Linked DNA regions of Sus scrofa: region 1 is linked to region 2. A link is a contact called in public promoter capture Hi-C data. All regions are on one chromosome and are shown on one strand. The core of a region is the stretch at or near the end of the contact, and the rest is flanking DNA. Distances in the headings are between cores, read along the strand shown.

Region 1 (5,957 bases), core at 2,072-4,571, 45 kb after region 2:
TCTATATTTACCACTAGATGACTAATCAACCGAAATCATACTAAGCCCATTATCAATTTTTGCTTCCAAAGTAGGCTAGAATTGTTCAATTCCATTATAAAAATAGTTTCCAGTATCTCTGGGAAATCATCAAAATCTTCTTGGCAAAAATAATTTAGGGAGTTCCCGTTGTGATGCAGTGGAAACGAATCCAACTAGTAACCATGAGGTTGTGGGTTCTATCCCTGGCCTCGCTCAGTGGCTCAGATCCTGCGTTGCTGTGGCTGTGGTGTAGGCTGGCAGCTGTAGCTCCAATTCGACCCCTAGCCTGGGAACCTCCATAAGCAAAAAATAAAATTTAGCATTTGTCACACATTTAAAAATGTTTATTATATACCCTCCCCAAATAAAACCTAAGACATGGCACTTCAAAAATTATTTCATGATGAGACGTGACTCATCATGAATGAGTTCATCAAAGAACTACTTGGCATCCTATCTTAATACAATCTCTATTTAAATTTCTAAGAATGATTAAATCTAGTCCACTATTTTATGAAGAAAGGTATTCTGAGGTTTTAAAAAATTCTTAAAAATTACAGCATTTTACAGCAGTAAATTGTTTTCCAAGAAATAATAAAAAAAGGCAACCATAGTAGAATACAAACTAACCAGCAGGTTAGAAGCTTTGCTGCTTCTGACTACTAAGTAAAAATCCTCTTAACAAGCCCTCCAGTTAGTCAGCTGACTGAAACAGCCAGGTGGAGGAGGTGGAAGGACCACACTTCAGTGCCCTGTGGTAATCACAGGGATCTTAAATCAAGTTCACTACTCTTATTTGTCTTAGAATCAAAGCTGACGAAGCCTTTCCTGGTGTTGGTCTGAAGTCAGATATTCTCTTAATGGTCTCAAGTATCTAATTCACAAGACATTTTATATAGCCTTTACAATTCTTTTTTTTTTTTTTTTTTTTTTGTCTTTTTGCTATTTCTTTGGGCCGTTCCCGCGGCATATGGAGGTTCCCAGGCTAGGGGTCCAATCGGAGCTGTAGCCATTGGCCTACGCCAGAGCCACAGCAACGCGGGATCCGAGCTGTGTCTGCAACCTACACCACAGCTCACGGCAACGCCGGATCGTTAACCCACTGAGCAAGGTCAGGGATCGAACCCGCAACCTCATGGTTCCTAGTCGGATTCGTTAACCACTGCGCCACGACGGGAACTCCTACAATTCTTTAACTTAGAAAAATATCGTAAGGAATTTGTAAGGACTATGGCTTTAGAAAGGATTTATTTTCAGTTGTCTTATATTCCCAACTCTGCCCATTTTATTCATCTACATAGATTAAAATATTCTTCAGGAAAAAATCTAATTTGTATGTACAACCATTTATTCCCCCACCCCACCCCACCCCCCGTTGTTGTTAATTAAGTTTCACGGGAACTAAACTTTGCTCACTTATTTGTTTGTTTGTTAAATATTGTCTTTGGCTGCTATTGAGTTATAATGGTAGAGCTGGGTAGTTTTGAGAGAAACCATCTGGCTTGCAAAGGCCTAAAATATGTATCATCTAGCCCTGTACAGAAAAAGTTCACCAATACTAATTCTGATGGTACACCAATACTAATTCCCTGTGGAATACTGGACAGTGGCATTTCCTTGAACAGGATTGCCATTTTGAAGGAATTATAAAAATTAGAAATTTATTCTTTGTAAAGATGCTTTCAAAAGGCAAGAAGAATTATAAACCAATTATCTAAAGGAAAAAATGTTCCTTTCCAGATGATTAACAACTGCATTAAGACTGTACACTAGATATACCACAGTGTGAGACCTTAATCCTGTTTTGTATTTTTAAAACCACAATAAATATACTGACATCAGTGAAATTACTGTATTTAGTAAAGTCAAGACTACCTAAGGTCAGTTGATGCTTACTAACTGGAGAAATCACGCTTTGTCCTTATTGGCTCTTTTAGGGACTGATTAACATAAAGAGTCCTAAAATGTTCCTTCTAATTAGAAAATTTATAAACTTTGGGCAATGACTATGCACTTGGCTAACGGTATTATCATTCTGAGTCCTTAATTCAAATCTTAGCATACAAAGAGAACAGAAGTTTCCTCTATAAATGCTAAGCAAAAAACCCCCAAAACATAAAATACTCAAAATGTAAAGGAAAAGGGCAAAGTGGCTGTATCCTTACAAAATGTTTTGGAAAATAGAAAATCTGATGTAAAGAACATGAGCACCATCTTCAAGGTGCCATTTATCTGAAATTTATTCTAAATTTATTCTTACCTAGTTAAATTCACTGAGAGAGACGATACATTCAGCATAGCCTAAGTTAACCAAGCCACCATGCTGTTTTGATCCCTCCACCGAGCACCTGGCAGTAAGACGACCAAAACTGGCCTTTTCTATCTTTGAGAATCCTTACTCCCTTTGGGCAGAGTGGCCCCTATTACAAGTTTGGTTCAGAATCATTATCATCCGGCCCAAATCATACTGCCAAAATGTCTTTTAGAGCCTCTGGAAGGCAAAGGCTTCTAACAGCTTCTTTCAGCAGTCATTTTGGTATAAGTCGGTTCATGGAAGATCAAATGGTGCCAAAGGAATAAACCGATTCTAAGGCCATTTTCTAAAAGGGACACCAAAGGAAGGGGGGGGGGCAAAAATCCAAGTGCCCATTGAAAAGGCTTCTCCTTCTTGGTTAGGCTGTTCGTCTAATAAAGTCAAGACCTACGAGAAGAAAGAAGCCCGATCAAGAGTTAAGGAGGTGGTGAAGGGGCGAGGCGCAGGAGAAAGGGAAGCAGGTGGTCGAGGGGAGGAAGGGGCGCGACAGGTGGACGGCTGGGCGCGGGCGCGCTTGCACAGGTGGCGTCAGGGCTGAGCCCGGGACAGAGGCAGTAGGGAAGGTGAGCGCGGACACGGCGTGGGGATCACCACCGAGCAGTGGAAAGGCGAAGGAACAGAGGGGAAAAGACATGCGGTGGGAACGGACTGGAGTGTACAGTTTCCCTTCCTTCTCAAATAACTCACCAAGAAAACCACACTGAGAAGACGGGAGAAAGGAAAGGAAATGGGAAGGAGCCGCTAGTGCCGCCTCCTCGGGACGCAGCCCCGTACCGCTGGCCCTCGTCAGTGCTGGCCCACCGCCCAGACCCCAGGCCTCGCTAGGCCCGCCCCGCCCGCGCGCTGTGGCCTCCGCGCCTGCGCCCGTGCCGACCTCCGGGTCTGCGGGCCACGCCCACGGCCCGAGCAGCCGGGCATTGGGTACGCGTGCTCCACCCGCGCCTCGGGCTCCTCACCTCCCCCGTCGCGCTCTCGACGTTGGACGTGCGTCTGCGTGGCCGCAGCCGTTCGCCCCGCCCCTCCGGGTTGGAGCCCGCGCGTGTTGTGTGACGCCCGCTCACCAGCGTCGCTTCCGGACTGTCTCTGGTAAAGTTTATCTTTCTCTCCAAACGCAGAGACAGAAAAGAGCAACATTTTTAAGGGGACGTCATTCTTCACTCCTTTTTCCCCAAAGGTACATGTAAAGAATGGTTTTTATGTTGATCTTCTGTGACAGGAAGGGAGCTGCAGAGGGAGGAAGAGAGGAAACCTAGTTTGCGGTGCTGCCTGCCACTTCCCCGTTGCCTAGTAACTGTTTCCACGGCAACCACGCCGTCAACAACGCTAAGCAATCCCAGGAGTGATAGAAAAGTTATTTTATTTTCTTCCCAAGAGAGGACCGCTTAGAGGAGGTCAAAGGGGAATTGTGTGACACACAGAAGCCTTAGTTCCTTGAGAAGGCAGGAGAGTAGGAGAGGAAAGGGGGAGCAGTGAAGAAAGGGATGGAGATATTGGTATAGTGAGAAAAAAGCTGAGTAGTTTTAAGGAATCATTTGGTGGCCATGGATCCAACGTACTCTTCTGAGAGCATTTATAACCTCATACCCAGTGACTGGAAGGAGCCTCCTCAGCCTCCTAGGTATGTGGGTAAGCAAAGATCATCACTTGAAACAAGAATGGGGAAAATAATTGTTCCATTTCACGATTACATCAGCGTCCTAGGATTTTCGAAAAGAAATAACATATATTTTTGTTTTAGTGAGGTAGCCTTGGATGACAGCTTCTTGAAGAAGAGGTTGCAAAATCTAAGTATTTAGCATCTCAATTCACAGACAGGGAGGTCCAGTACTGTAAGAGGAATATTTTCTTTTGTTAGCCTCCTGTTAATACGGTATGTAATTGTATTTAATTTGTTTGCTTGTCCCTGTATGATGTGGTATATAACAGCCTGAAATTTCCTATTGTTGAAAAGAGAAAAATCACCATTTGTTATCCCGGGTTAGGATATATTGATCTTTGGTTTCAGGGGTTCATTGTTTTATTTATGACTACTCCACTGCTCCTTCTCTAAAGGGATAATACTTATTTTTCCCAAAATTATTGTCAAATATAAATTTCTATTTGTTTTGGAGTCTCAGTTTTTGGTGAAACGAAATAAATGGAAAAAATAGTTTCTAAGGCCTTTTTTAAAAATCTAATAGTTGATGAAGAGTTGATACCCAAAATATGTAAATGAGTTAAAATATTTACATAGGTGTTAGAACCCCTTAAATTGCCTAAATTTTAAAAAGATAACCACAGAGTAGACATCCCAGTTACTCTTCTTTGTAGGGACTTAGAACTTAAATCTATGGTGAGAAAAGAAGGTAACTGGTAGAGAAAATCTCATTCCTCCTAGGATCTTCAGTTTTTTACCTTTCTTCTTTTCCTGATACAAGTCAGAGCCACATTGAAAGAACACTAAACTAAAACAAATTAAAGACAACAACAAAAATTAAAACCCAAAACAGGATGCCAATTGGTTTTGTGACCATGAATACATTTTCATTTGTTTTCTCACCTATAAAACAAACTAAATAAAGTAGATAATCTTTAAGGTGTTTCAGATATAATTGTCAATTATTTAAAAAAAAATAATTACTAGATTACTAAAGTAATTACTTGGGGTGCATCACATCTTCACCAAGTGGACAGATCCTTTCATTTTTAAGTCTAAGAATCTGTTTTTAACCAGACCAATACCTATTTTATCTTCCATTAGTTTCTCAAAATCTAGTAGTAGTTTGGAAATAGTAATTCAAAATAAGATATGGTGTAGTTGCAGAATTTATGAGAAGTGTTCAAATTAACCATTGCTGAATGGACTTTTGTTGAGAAACTTGTATAGTATACACGGTAAAGCTCCTCCTCTCTGTAACCCAATGACAGATTATATTTTCTATAGAATGCTGAATTTGAATGTTAAGATAGTTTACAAATAGATGTTTTGTTTATTGATATATCAAAAAGCTTTACTGCAGCTAGGTGACTTTCAAGAAATTTTATAGGAAAAAATCTTTATTCATTTGGCAAGCACTTACTGAACCCCTATTAATGGATAACATTGCGGGCAATGTTGGAGTGACAGGACAGACTGTTCAGTTTACTCTGAAGGAGTAAGTAGGAAAGATGAACTTACAGGGAAAGGAGTAGAAGGCATCCAGAAGTGATGCCAGAGAACTCACTGTGTTGTAATGAAGTCAACCTGCACTGTCAGCAACAACCATGGGGAGTTTTTTGGTTTGGGGTTTGTTTGTTTGGCTTTCTTTCTTTCTTTCTTTCTTTCTTTCTTTCTTTCTTTCTTTCTTTTTTTGCTTTTTTAGAGCCACACCTGCGCATATGGAGGTTCCCAGGCGAGGGGTCTAGTCAGAGTTACAGCTGCCGGCCTACGCCATAGCCACAGCAATGCCAGATCCAAGCCATATCTGTGACCCACACCACTGCTTACAGCAACACTGGATCCTTAACCCACTGAGCGAGGGCGGGGATCGAACTCACAACCTCATGGTTCCTAGTCAGATTCGTTTCTGCTGCACCATGACAGGAACTCCAAACATAGGGAGTTTTTAATCTGACAGGGTGTCATACATGCAAAATACTAATT
Region 2 (5,855 bases), core at 2,428-4,927:
GTGGTCTGCGAGCGTTCCAATTAACCCCGCCTGGCTAACTGCACTTTTGTCCGACAGATTTTATGATAAAATCTGCAGCTCTCTTCTGACTTTGTATCAGGCACACCGAAGCTGTGATAGGCTACTTCTATTTTTTTTAAGCTCATGCATTCTTTCACCAGGATAGTTGTGACTAAGGTCTGAAAACACCAAGTCACGAATGAGCCAAATAACTGAGTCTTTGTCAGTAGGCCCCATCTCTCCCACAGCAGACTTGTGCATCTTGAACTTCTTTTCCTTCCCTGTGGTCAGGCTGTCACCATCAGCCCTCTCATTTTCCAGTCACAAGCCAGCACACGGAGGGAGTGACTTTCTCAAGGCCGCCTGACCACTCATCTCTCCCAGGCATCAGGGGAGCAATGTGGAGATGATATGCACCAGAAGATGAAGGGTTAATACACAGCTTATTAGCCTCTTGAAATAAAACCCCCTGAATTCGTTCAAGGACATCCTTTAAATTCCATTCCTCCAGCACTTTGTTTGCAAGAACATAAATAGCTCCTCTTCAAACACAAACTGAAAACCCAACCTAATAAAAGAGGTAAAACTGTTTCTGGACTGAAGTGCTTATTGTATTTGCACAGGTCAGAGCTATAGTGTTCACTCTGATCTCACTTTAAATAAAAGGCAAAGAATTTGAGTATAGCAGACTTGGTCTTAAGATTCCCATAAAATAGGGGACATTTTTCTCCAGCCACTGTGACGATGCACTGAGTCCTAGAAGGCTGCCTGTTGGTCAGCAAGCACTGGCTGAGTTGCTCAGATGCCCTGGTTGTAAAAGCGATGGACTATCCAGGGGAACTTGAGCGAAGAATTAGAAAAAGGAAATAGTTCCTGCATTGCTGTTGGAACTCACCTTAGATCATGAGCAAACCATGATGATAGTGGACAGAGAGAAGGAACCTTCTCGTAGATTCCTCTCTAAGAGGAGGCCCAGTGCTGTTTTTTCATTCCAGTTATAACTGGAAGAGCTGCTTACATCTCATCGAATTCAGTCTTCTGATTTTGCAAGTAAGAAAACCTAGACCCAGCTTTCGAGCACGAGCAGTTTGCTGTAGGTAGGTAGGCAGGAAGGAAGAGAGGGAAGCAAATAGCTAGTTTGGTAGAGAGCTAGGTAGGGAGGTGGGAGGTAGGTAAGCAGGTGGGAGGCAAGGAGGGAGGGAGGAAGGAAGTTCTCTACAGGAGCCAGTCCCCTCCTCTGGCTACAGCTAGACTTCTTTATAAGCTCGTCAAGAGATCAATAAAGGGTTTAGACAATTCATTTATGAACGCTTCTCACTTCATTCTGAAAATAGCAACGTGGTTATCTGAGGGGCCTGGCTAAGCTCCGGAAATAATATCGTAGAGTCTTTGGACGTAGCCTTAAGTAGAGGATTTGCTGGTAACTCTTGTAAATATTCTCTTCTGTTTTTCTGAATGTTCCTAAAATTTCACATTTACAAGAAAGCAAAAGGAAGTGACTTTATGATACTTTCCAATAATTTATCTGAATATTCTCGGGCTCCCAGCTGCTTTCTTCTGGCCTCTGTTTGTATTAGCAACGCCTCATGACACAGCATAAAGTGAATCTGGACAGAAGTTTCTAACACTGGTGAAAAAGAAGCACAACCAGTAGATTGCTGAAGTAATTTAAAAAAGAAAAGAGCCTGGGATAGTGCCCTGAAGGAGAAAACATCCCCTGATGTCTTGTCTTGTGGCAGCAGTAGACACAGATGGCTGGCGAAAGACAAGAGCTTCTATGGAGTGGGAGGAGTCTCCTCCAGAAACACAGCTTCCATTATCTCAGGAGGGCATGTAAGGACACGATTCTTGGCTTCTGGACCTTGCAGGAGAATCCGCCTGTTCACCTCGCGCTAACATCCACTAGGGGGAGGCAGGGTCCTTCTGCAGATTTCTACTGGGAAGAACTTGCCCAACAGCAGTCATCTGAAGTACTAAGTACATCTACTAAGTACTAAGTACATCTACTGAGTACTCAGGAACAATGGAAGCTGGGAGGGGATGAAGCTGTCACTTCTGCCTCAGCCACACCTCTCTTTGAGGAACTCTTAATTCATGGGTTTAGCTCTTCCTTTAGCAGCCTGTCATCGAGGGTTTATACAGTGTGTGTCTCAAGTCAGACAATGGGAAGAGTGGACATGAACACACACGAGGGGCCAGCCTTACTTCCGTTTTGGAATGATAGGTGGAAAGTGGAAGATAGGAAGCCTGTGATCTCCATTTACTAGTTGAAGACTGGTCAGCTTTCTCACCCCTCTTTCCTCCTACCTCGGTGATCACCTAGCAGTTGCTTCATCCATCTCTGACCTCAGCCACACACAAAGGTAGTTCACCTTTTTAGCAGGCAAGTGAAGCAAAAGTCTTTTTCCTTCAAAATTATAACTCCTCCTGTAACCGATTTCTGCAGTTTTGTGTTAAAGAGACATTTCTTGGGAGTCTTCAAATGTCCCCTATTAAAACGCCACAGATGTATGAGGGGAAAGTATGTTATAGTATTATTTACAGTAGCAAAATCATAAGGAGACTAGTTGCCCCATACCGAGGGAATAGAAGAATGAACAATGATGAAGCCACAGGATGTGATATGATGACAACTTTAAAATCATGCTTTAGGAGGCCCCAGGTGGCTCAGTGGGTTAAGGATCCCAGCATTGTCACTGCTGTGGCACAGGTGATTCCTGGCTCAGGAACTCTTCCTCTTGCTATAGCTGCAGGAAAAAAAAAAAAAAAAAAAATTAAACCATGCTTTAATAATTATTTTATTTTTATTTTTGGCTGCCTCAAGGCATATGGACTTCCCGGGCCAGGAATCAGATCCAAGCCACAGCTGCAATCTATACTGCAGCTATGGCAACGCTGGATTCTTCAATCCACCGTGCCAGACCAAGGACCAAACCTGCATCCTGGCGCTGCAGAGACACTGCCAATCCTGTTGCACAGTGGGAACTCCAGTAATAATTTTAATGACATAAGAAATGATTGCCAAATAGTGTTAAGTGGAGATCTGATATTAAAAAGTGATCTCAATTTTTTTTTTCTTTTTATGGCCACACCTACAGCATATGGAAGTTCCTGGGCTAAGGGTCGAATCGGAGTCACAACTGCCATGGCAATACCAGATCCTTAACCCACTAAGCGAGGCCAGGCATCCTCACAAATACTGGGTCAGGTTCTTAACCCACTGAGCCACAGCAGGAGCTACATTATCTCAATTTTTTAATTTAAAAAAAAAAAAAAGCAGAGGCATCAAAATTCTGAGATCCGTATCTCTGAAAGGTAGAGTTACAGAGGAACTTATATTTCATCTAATTTCTTGTATTTTCAAAAAAAAAAATCCTGTTAACGTGAATATGTATTAATTTTATAATCACAGTTTATTTGTATCTATCACTATTCCCAAGAAAAGTGATAGTTTGCCTTTTGTAATTATCCCAAAAAGGGGGGGAGGTTTAAACAGTTAACCAAGAGCAAGAAATGGTTGGCAGGAGAAGGCAGGGGCAGGCATGCAGGGAGGGGTGGGGAGAGAGTCGGGGGATGAGAAGGAAAAATTGAGAAACAATCTTTTTCCTACCACCACGGTGGTAGTAGGACATTAAGGCCTCATTCCACCTGCCTCCCTGGGAGGAGGGCAGTGCTGGGCCCAGCCAATCACTGTTCTCCTGGGTCAGAAGTCAGGAAAAAAGAATGACATTATTGAAGATCTTGCCTAGAGAAAACAAGGCCTTCAATTAGAGACAGATTAATACATGGACTTTGAGATCTTTGTTTTGATGGTTCTGCAAGGTAAAGAGAACCGGAAAAATTAGTTACCATTTCAAGTTTTATTTTGACTCTGCTCAGCTCAATTCGCATTGATTGTAAATGGCCCAAATAATGTTTAATAAGCTCTAAATGGCTTTCTGTCCTTCACAGAACTCATTTGGTCATTTACAGGTGTCTGTGATGGGGCGTGTTTGATATATAGAAAGACATTTGTATTGTGTACCATGAAGTGAATATGTTTAGCAGGGAAGAAAAGGAACATTACCTGGTAAAGTGATGTCAGCAGGAAATTTCTACCTGGATGAGGGCGCATTTCAAGCATTTATTACTATTTGAAAGAAAGCTTAGAGGTATCTCTTCCAGATAGATACAGGAAGTCCTTCTTTGAGCTAATTTCCTTCCAAGATTTTTGCTAGGCTAACAGGCAATCCAGAGAGGCAGTGTCTTGAAGGAAAATGATCTGGAGAGAAAGAGGCAAGAAAACGAGAATGGCTGATTAGGACCATCAGTAAACAGGTGAAGGAGTACCTGGGATTTATCTAGTGAACTATGCGAATCTCAACAACAAGTGTGCCAGCTGCTTGAACAGTATCTTACCTGGAGAAGGGCTCCATGGAATGAGAAAAGGTTGTCAGGGTCTGAAAGTGAATGGGGAAGGGAAGGTAGGTGACGAAAATATGCAGACTAAATAATGGCTTTACCAATGGAAAGATTTGTGAAGCTAAAAAGATCAATCCAAGATTATAAGTAATGAGCAAAAAAACATAGAAAGTTGTAGAAGACAAAGAGTTCCGCCCAAAGCGCCTGAAAGCCCAGCTACTTGGTAAGAACTTGGCGCCCTCCAGTGATGAATCCGAAATCCCATTCCCTGTTGTCCTCACCCTGCCTTCAAGCCATGGCCCCCAGTGGGGACAGCGGAACCATGAGAGCCATTGCATTGGCCACGTGGACTCATCTCTAGACTTTGCACTTGTAAATGGTTCCTCTGTTGCTCTCCAACTTTCTTATCTCTTTGTGGTGGATCTTATTGATCTGCCTGGACTCATAATTGTAAATGATTAACTGGCGGAAACTGAATGCCTAATCCTTTTGGCAGTTTCCCCAAACAGATACTTTCCCTCAACAGCCAATATTGTGCCCGTTTATCAGAGAAGCTTTTCTTTCAGATTGTAAGATTGGTCCCTTTGGAAAGTGCCTTTTTATTTTATGTATTCATTTCTTCAGCTCAAAGAATTGCTGTGCTGTGGTTGCTTCAGGGTCCCACGTAAGAGCCAAGTCATAGTGCCTCAATGCGGTTATCACAGGCTCCTTTGGAGGCTGATGGAGGAACCAGTGTGCAGCGAGGGTGTTTTCCCTGAGGGAAGAAAACAGCATTTTAGACACCCTGAGAGGAAAAAAGACCTTTGTATGCCTGGCAGCCCTGGGGAATTAGGGCTGTGGTGATTTTACACCAAATAGGGGCTATGTGGTGGATTGTCGAGAAGGGATCTCAACAATTTTGTAAATGTATGACAAGAATCAGGGACCCAAATAGATAATATTAAGCCATTTCCTCTCTCAATAATTAGATGGCAGAAACAGCTGCTTCCCAGCAGATCCTTGATGGCAGCAAATGTCCATGATCTCACAATTTCACTGTTACAATGGTCTGCTCCCCCCCCCACCCCAGATGAAAAGGAAGAAACCAGAATTCATTTCAGACAGCAGCAGAAATAACCTAAATAAGCTCAGAGAGAAAATGTCTTTAAATGAAGGCTTAAAAAGCATGGAATTTTTTGAAGAAGAGGTAAGGAATATGTCATAGAAAAACTCAACATAGCCCAATTGTCTTAGCTCACTTTTCCTAGAAGCAAAGCCTAAAAGGGGGATTCTTGCTTCTGTGACTTCCTGGCGTGTGCTCTCAGGACAGGGGAATAAGAGAAAAGAGTGGGTCTGGAGGTCCTGGGGGAAAGGCTAAGCAAGAACATAGTCGTAGATGGAGACCAGCTTCAGTATGGCTCCCAGCGGGACACCCTAGAGCACAAATTGCACCTAAATTAGGCGCCACCTTTAGG

What was found. Promoter capture Hi-C pulls out the DNA fragments that hold promoters and counts their contacts.
Region 1: a promoter capture Hi-C map of liver shows a contact between it and region 2, with 5 times the contacts expected there. The contact joins the promoter of THNSL1 here to the enhancer-like site in region 2. A contact is called at or near these places in 1 of 5 promoter capture datasets (liver), 6 of 47 Hi-C or Micro-C datasets (embryonic fibroblasts, fibroblasts, liver and 1 more) and 1 of 2 datasets of contacts at active chromatin or transcription factors (skeletal muscle).

The regions. Positions count from the first base shown.
Region 1 is chr10:50,307,263-50,313,219 of Sscrofa11.1, forward strand. It overlaps THNSL1 (threonine synthase-like 1), which reads right to left and starts at 3,322. Exons shown (of 2, transcript XM_021064910.1): 1 at 3,292-3,322. ENKUR (enkurin) reads left to right here and starts at 3,347. Exons shown (of 6, transcript XR_002336356.1): 1 at 3,347-3,953.
Region 2 is chr10:50,261,789-50,267,643 of Sscrofa11.1, forward strand. All of the region lies in intron 3 of LOC102166141 (a long non-coding RNA gene), which reads left to right. LOC102166227 (a long non-coding RNA gene) reads right to left here. Exons shown (of 4, transcript XR_002336361.1): 2 at 4,399-5,155; 3 at 4,067-4,261; 4 at 594-2,747. Among named protein-coding and RNA genes, the nearest start is that of THNSL1, 46 kb to the right of the region's middle. Within about 2 kb of position 3,678, at least 6 of the 83 cell types and tissues checked have an H3K27ac peak or open chromatin away from gene starts, as enhancers often do. A contact at or near this core is called in liver, where this site is marked.